Linked DNA regions of Mus musculus: region 2 is linked to region 1. A link is a contact called in public Hi-C data. All regions are on one chromosome and are shown on one strand. The core of a region is the stretch at or near the end of the contact, and the rest is flanking DNA. Distances in the headings are between cores, read along the strand shown. Region 1 has its middle 4.6 kb from the start of Gm32740. Region 2 overlaps Gm26562 (a long non-coding RNA gene).

Region 1 (2,888 bases), core at 214-2,713:
ATGTAACTTGCCAGTATTAAGAGTCACGAGGATCTTGTGTCAAGGATCTTGTTAAAAGGATAATAGAACACAATGTTGTATAGAAAATAGGGGAGGGGATTGAGCTGTTTGTAACAAAATTTGCAAAAGATTTTCGGCCTACAGTCAGACTCTTGTTCTGACTTTAAGATCATTGTACTTTTAATATGGAAGATAGGCCTGGAGAGATGGCTCAGTGGTTAAAAGCACTGACTATTCTTCCAGAGGTCCTGAGTTCAATTCCCAGCAACCACATGGTGGCTCACAACCATCTGTAATGGGATCCAATGCACTCTTCTGGTATGTCTGAAGGCAGTGATGGTGTACTCACATACATAAAACAAGTAAATAATGGTATAATATGGAAGATAGATCCATACTTAGAATTGTCACAGGATTTTATCATTTCTCTTATTCTCATCTCAATCTCAAATCACACAAGAAGAAAGAGGAAATCTACTCTCAATATCACGCCTGTGCCTTCAAACAACCACTGGAGTGCAGGCGCACACCTGCTAAGAGTCCTCCTCAGACAGTTCCCATGGCTCTGGCCGCCACCTCACAAATCTAGGTGCCGTAATGAGCCTTGCACATTTCCAAGAGCAAGCTTGCTTGCTCCCATTCAAAGGCTCGGATGTTTTCCTCTCTCCCATAATCCATTAATATATTTATGCCAAATTTGGAATTACACTGTAGAAGGAGGAGAGAGCCATACCAAGGACACGGCCACTCAACTCGAGTGTGCCTTTATTCCTTTCCACAGGCAAGATGCTTCTGGCTGGCCCACAGCTGAGTTCGCTCATTGTGCCAGGCAGCAGAGGCATCTGAACTAATTCCCCTCACTGCTAACTAGGCAAGTCAAGTTTAGGGAGCAGGGGTGGGGGTGGGGGGAAATTATATAATTTGAGTTAATTGGTTTGGGGCTACCCAAAGCCCCAGCTGTACTGAAGGGAATTGTTTGGTCTTCAAAACCCAATTAGAGTCATTCAGGAGATGTAAAATAGATTTTATTCTTCTCCTTGCCAAGCTGTTGTGAGGAGACTAGCCTCCATACCGTATAGGAAAATATCCTTTCATTATGGCTGCCCAAAGGCATCCTGAAAACAGGTAGATCCAAAGGCGTGGGGGCCAGCTACAAAGGAACACGCTAAGCAGCTCATTTCTTTTACAGGTTCAGGAATGCAGCTCGAGTGATAAGACAGGAACCTCAGTGACCCTTGAGGTCCCGTAAAATGTGTGCTCGATAATCAAATGCTTTGAAGAAACAACTCCATCTGTTCTTTTTTTTTTTTTTTTCCTAAGTAGAGATTGGCTGAATAGGTTTGAAGCTTTCAAGGTTGACTTTCCTAGATCTAAAATAACCACACGCGATATCCTTCGTTATGTGTAAGCGGTGGCCACAGAAATCAACTTTCAGCAACCACAGCGTGAGTTTCCATGTGGGCAGAGCATGAGAGCCATTGCATGGTGAAAGTGATTGGAAACACACTAGGTTTTTGATCCAACAGTTTATGCTTAAGACTGGTTTTCTATTATGACCCCAAAGATCATTCCTTTTTTATCTACGTAGTTATTTATTTCAATTTCTTTAGACAGTGTCTTACTATGTAGCCTTCGCTGGCCTGGAACTCCCTCTGTAGACTAGGCTGGCCTCTAACTCAAACAGATCCACCTATCTCTACCTCCTGAGTTCTGGGATTAAAGGCATTTACTACCACTCCTAGCCAAGATCATTCCTTTTTGTGGCAGGTCTATTTGACCTAAAAAGAAGCTAGAAGGAGAAGGCGATCTGTGGAAAGGTCCCTCCTTTGTTTAGAGTCATTGCTTGATGCAGCAGATGCACAAACTTTGCTCTTCCGTGAGAGAGCACTGTGTGCATAACACAGGAAAGGAAAGATCAAATCTTATCTTCAAAAGACTTTTAGTCTCACTAGAATGAGACCTACAGAAAGGCTGTATGTCTAAGAGTACTGACGCACATGGAGAATGAGCAAAAGCACAAAGATTTACTGGGAGATGTCTTAAGCCTATTGAGGTTGAAGGTGGGTCTTGAAAACTCAAGGGTGATCTTCAAAGCTGTGAGTGCAGATGACGGAAGACTCCCTGGCCACCATTCAAGACCCCTCCTGAGCTTCACTTGGTTGGGAAAATGTTTCCACCAAACAGAAGGAACAAGAGGAAAGAATAGATGAAGACAGGAAGTCTTCAAGAAATGTGGAAAGCATTGTGCAGTGCTATGAAAAAGCAACCACTGGGGGCATGCATCCTTAGCTGCTACATTTTAAAGATGAGGCCAGAGGATTCCAAGTCTGGGACTAGCCTCAGCTACACAAGGAGTTCAAAACTACTTGGGCTGCATGAGACCCTATCTGAGGAGGAGGAGGAGGAAGAGGAAGAAATGCAGCCAAGAATACTAGAATACATGCAGAAAACAATTGGAAATCACAACTGAGACTAGTTAAGGCCTGGTGTGCAGCAGTGTCTGACGCCTGGAAGGGAGGCAAAGACTGCAGACTCCCCATCCCAGACTTTGCCCAGTCCTCCCCTCCCTGAGCCAGTGTATCGGTGGTGTCCAGGTGCCACAAGTGGAGATTCAGAACATGGGACCACAATGTATTAAAAGTTATTATTTAGAAGCTAGCCCTTTAAGGGGACACTGAGCCCCATAGAGGAGTTAAGTACTTCCTTCTTGAGACAGGGATACATACCTATGTTCACCATATAGTAGGTATTCTGCCATCCCTGTGACACAAACAGAATGCCACCTTTGGCTGGCTATTGGAGAAAGTGTGCCTCATTTCCCTGATGGACCAGATCTTTCTGCCTGGTGGTAGGGTGATGGTAGTGGTGGTACAGGCACTTTACCCATA
Region 2 (2,888 bases), core at 160-2,659, 330 kb after region 1:
ATGACTATTCCCTATCTCCTGAGGTTTCGGATGGGTTATGTTTTCAACGCGGACTCTTTCTGGCTCTGAATCAGCGTGACATGTTAAACCTCAGCCCAGAAACAGTCAAAATGGCGGGAGGAAGGAGCAGGTCTGGCTTAACAAAAAGACAAATGCAAGGCCCCGGGTGGAGCATGGGAGAGAAAGATGAGCTACATTGGTGGCTTGTAGGTGAGGTGCCATGTTGGGAGTTAGGACACCCACTCTCAGGCCTGCCTGTACCCCATCCCTTCTCACACCTAGCTTCAGAAGGCTGAGCCAGCCCTGGCAGCCTCTGAAGCCATGACACAAGAGCCCATGCTTCTCAAGTTCATGGGCCAGATCCTATGACTCAGGGCTCTGGGCAGGCCGAGCTTCCATATCCACGTCACCTCCTCCATCAGGACTTGGTGAGAAGGGGCCTCCCACAGTGACATCATAGAAGGAAGCAGGTGTCTTTCCACTCATCCCCTCCCCCAGGCCTGGAGTTTCTGGGACACAGAAGGGACTCTTAGCCCTGCCTCCTCCAGCCCCACGCAAAACATCTCCTGCCTCACCAGAGTGAGGGTCTGCCTGGGATGCCAAACAGCCTCGCCCTGACATAGTCTGTGGAAAAAGGAAAAATCTGCATCAAAAGAAGAAAGCTAGACCCTCAGCTCCAGGTTCACATGGCCCCATAGCACAACCATTGCTAAAGCTGTCACTTGTTCTATGTCATTTCATCTGTCCACAGTGGTAAAGAGACACGCCCAAGTGCCCATGGGCTCCAGCTTTGCGCATTTGTTCTGAGTCCTCTACCAGGTGCTGGCAGTTTGCAGAGATGAGTAACCTGAGGTCCTGCTTTAAAAAAAAAAAAAAAATACGAGGTTTGTATCCAAGATCCAACAACTGAGACTTTGGTCATGTGACCCTTGCCACCTCTGCATTCTCGTGTATAAAACGGACAAAATAAGCAGCAAGTTGTAAACGGGCTCCTGTAGGTAACTAATTTGGCACAGGATGACCATTCTCTAATTAATAAATATACACTTACGCGCGAGCCTGGGGAAGCCTCTGGAGTGAAACGCACTGCTAAGGGCTTGCTTCTGTAACACCAAGCCTGTCACACACAAAGCCTCTCGCCCCAGAATAAGATTTTTAAAAGAGAAAAAGAAGAAGAAAAAAAGCTTGTTCTTTCTCGTTTGGGTGATCGTTAGCAGCCTGACCTCGGAGGCATCCCACGCGCACTCTCTGTCCCCCTGACAGCCTGGCCCGCACCCCTCCCGGCCGGATGTGCGCGCAGAGGGCCGAGGTTGGGAGCGTTTCCGGGACGGCTGGGTCACAGTGTGGCTCTGCAGTGTCTGGCAGCCCCACCCTTCCTGGCAGCCAAACCTCCTCCTCCTCCGGCCTCTGAAAGCCTGCCAGCACCCGGGAGGGAGAGCAGGCCCTGGAGACACAAGGTCCAGCTTCGAGGGGAGGGCAGGAGCCCGCAGAGGGGACCTGGCGCTCCTCCCGCCCTCCTGACCTGCCACGCACACGCATCTTAACAAGTGCCGAGTGCTCCTCCTAGTGGAAAAGGAAGGATGCGCGACCCCGGCTTGCTGCCCTTCTCTGGGCTCCTTCCCAGGCCTGATAGATGGCCACACCAGCAAGTCTCACCCCACCTCACAGTGCCAAAGGCCCATTCATATCCAGTGCCATTTGAGTGTGGAACACTTTTAGGACCCATTTTACAGATGAGAACACTGAGTCGGTCTCAGGCCGAACTGCAACTGTTTTCTTTGCATCAGTGTGCTACTCTCAAAATTAACCACAAGCAAGACCTGTCTCATACCCATGGCCCATGCTTTTCCACCTGGTCACACACAGACGTCATACCATCTTGAGAACAGACCTGGATCTCTCTTTGCCCTCTGACCTTGATCACTAGAAACTGAGTGCTCTGGGGATATCCTGATTAAAAGCTTTTTGGCTGACTGATCACTGCTGCCCCTTCAGAGCCAGCCCCTCCCCTTCCAACAACCCACCTAACACCACCAAAGCAGGAGTCAGGGGCTTTCTGCTCACTGTGGGCAGAGTGAGTTCCAAAAGTTGCCTCTAGATAACTCTACCATACACCAGCTGCTTAGCCTGGTTCACAGGCTATAGGGAGTGGGGATTGTCTCCAGCCCTGTCCAAAGAAACCACAGAGGCCTTCAGGCTGTCCCCTGGAAAGTCTCCAAGCCCCTGTCCTCATCCCTGCCCATGGTGGAGAGAGGGCATTTTGGAGTAAGTCACTCATCAAAGAGGGGAGGTGACCCTTGTCCTGTTCAGAAACCGGCTGAATGAAGAAGCCACATGCTGCCTTGGGAATGTGTGTCCTGGGGAGCAGCCCTGGAGGTCTGGAGACCCTAGATGGGAGGTTCTTGGAAGCCACAGGAGGAGGAATGTCCGCTGCCCACCATCCCCAGCTGGGATCCTGTCACGGGACCGCCCTGGGCCTGAGCTCAAGGGCAGAGCAGGCAGGCAGTGAGCTGTGTTTTCTGGGAAGGCAGCCAGTCCTTGTTGCCCTCCGGCTTCCGGGCACTGAGAATGGTAGAGCAAGCACTGGCCGCCTCAGCTCCCTCCAGTCCAGGCTGAGTGGGCACACCCTACTTCTGGTGCCAGGGAGCCACAAACACTCAGCTCCTTGCTCTCGAGGGGAGGGGAGGCACAGTGGAGACTCAGAAACACAAAATGCAAGTCCCTGGTAGCCGATCCTAAGCGAGTCCTGACTCCTCTTCCTGGTTAAACTGTCTGAGGGCAAGGGAGAAGCCTTTGGCTTGGCCTCAAAAGATGCCAGGCTCAGCCAGGTTGTGGTGACTTGTGCATTTAATCCCAGCACTCCGGAGACACATGGGAAGCAGAGGCAG

What was found. A called contact is a pair of places that touch in the nucleus more often than the background predicts.
Region 2: a contact with region 1 is called in a Hi-C map of group 2 innate lymphoid cells, with 2.9 times the contacts expected there. The contact joins two enhancer-like sites. A contact is called at or near these places in 2 of 39 promoter capture datasets (embryonic stem cells and liver), 3 of 15 datasets of contacts at CTCF or cohesin (the G1E-ER4 cell line, the NIH/3T3 cell line and large pre-B cells), 9 of 484 Hi-C or Micro-C datasets (the G1E-ER4 cell line, Sertoli cells, bone marrow-derived macrophages and 3 more), 11 of 115 datasets of contacts at active chromatin or transcription factors (bone marrow-derived macrophages, double positive thymocytes, embryonic midbrain and 6 more) and 2 of 9 other capture datasets (embryonic tail and liver).

The regions. Positions count from the first base shown.
Region 1 is chr16:29,854,473-29,857,360 of GRCm38.p6, forward strand. No RefSeq gene overlaps it. Among named protein-coding and RNA genes, the nearest start is that of Gm32740, 4.6 kb to the right of the region's middle. Within about 2 kb of position 1,464, at least 11 of the 459 cell types and tissues checked have an H3K27ac peak or open chromatin away from gene starts, as enhancers often do. A contact at or near this core is called in group 2 innate lymphoid cells and regulatory T cell precursor, where this site is marked.
Region 2 is chr16:30,186,737-30,189,624 of GRCm38.p6, forward strand. The region is part of intron 2 of Gm26562 (a long non-coding RNA gene); the gene reads right to left. Among named protein-coding and RNA genes, the nearest start is that of 1700025H01Rik, 4.4 kb to the right of the region's middle. Within about 2 kb of position 1,410, at least 330 of the 459 cell types and tissues checked have an H3K27ac peak or open chromatin away from gene starts, as enhancers often do. A contact at or near this core is called in group 2 innate lymphoid cells and regulatory T cell precursor, where this site is marked.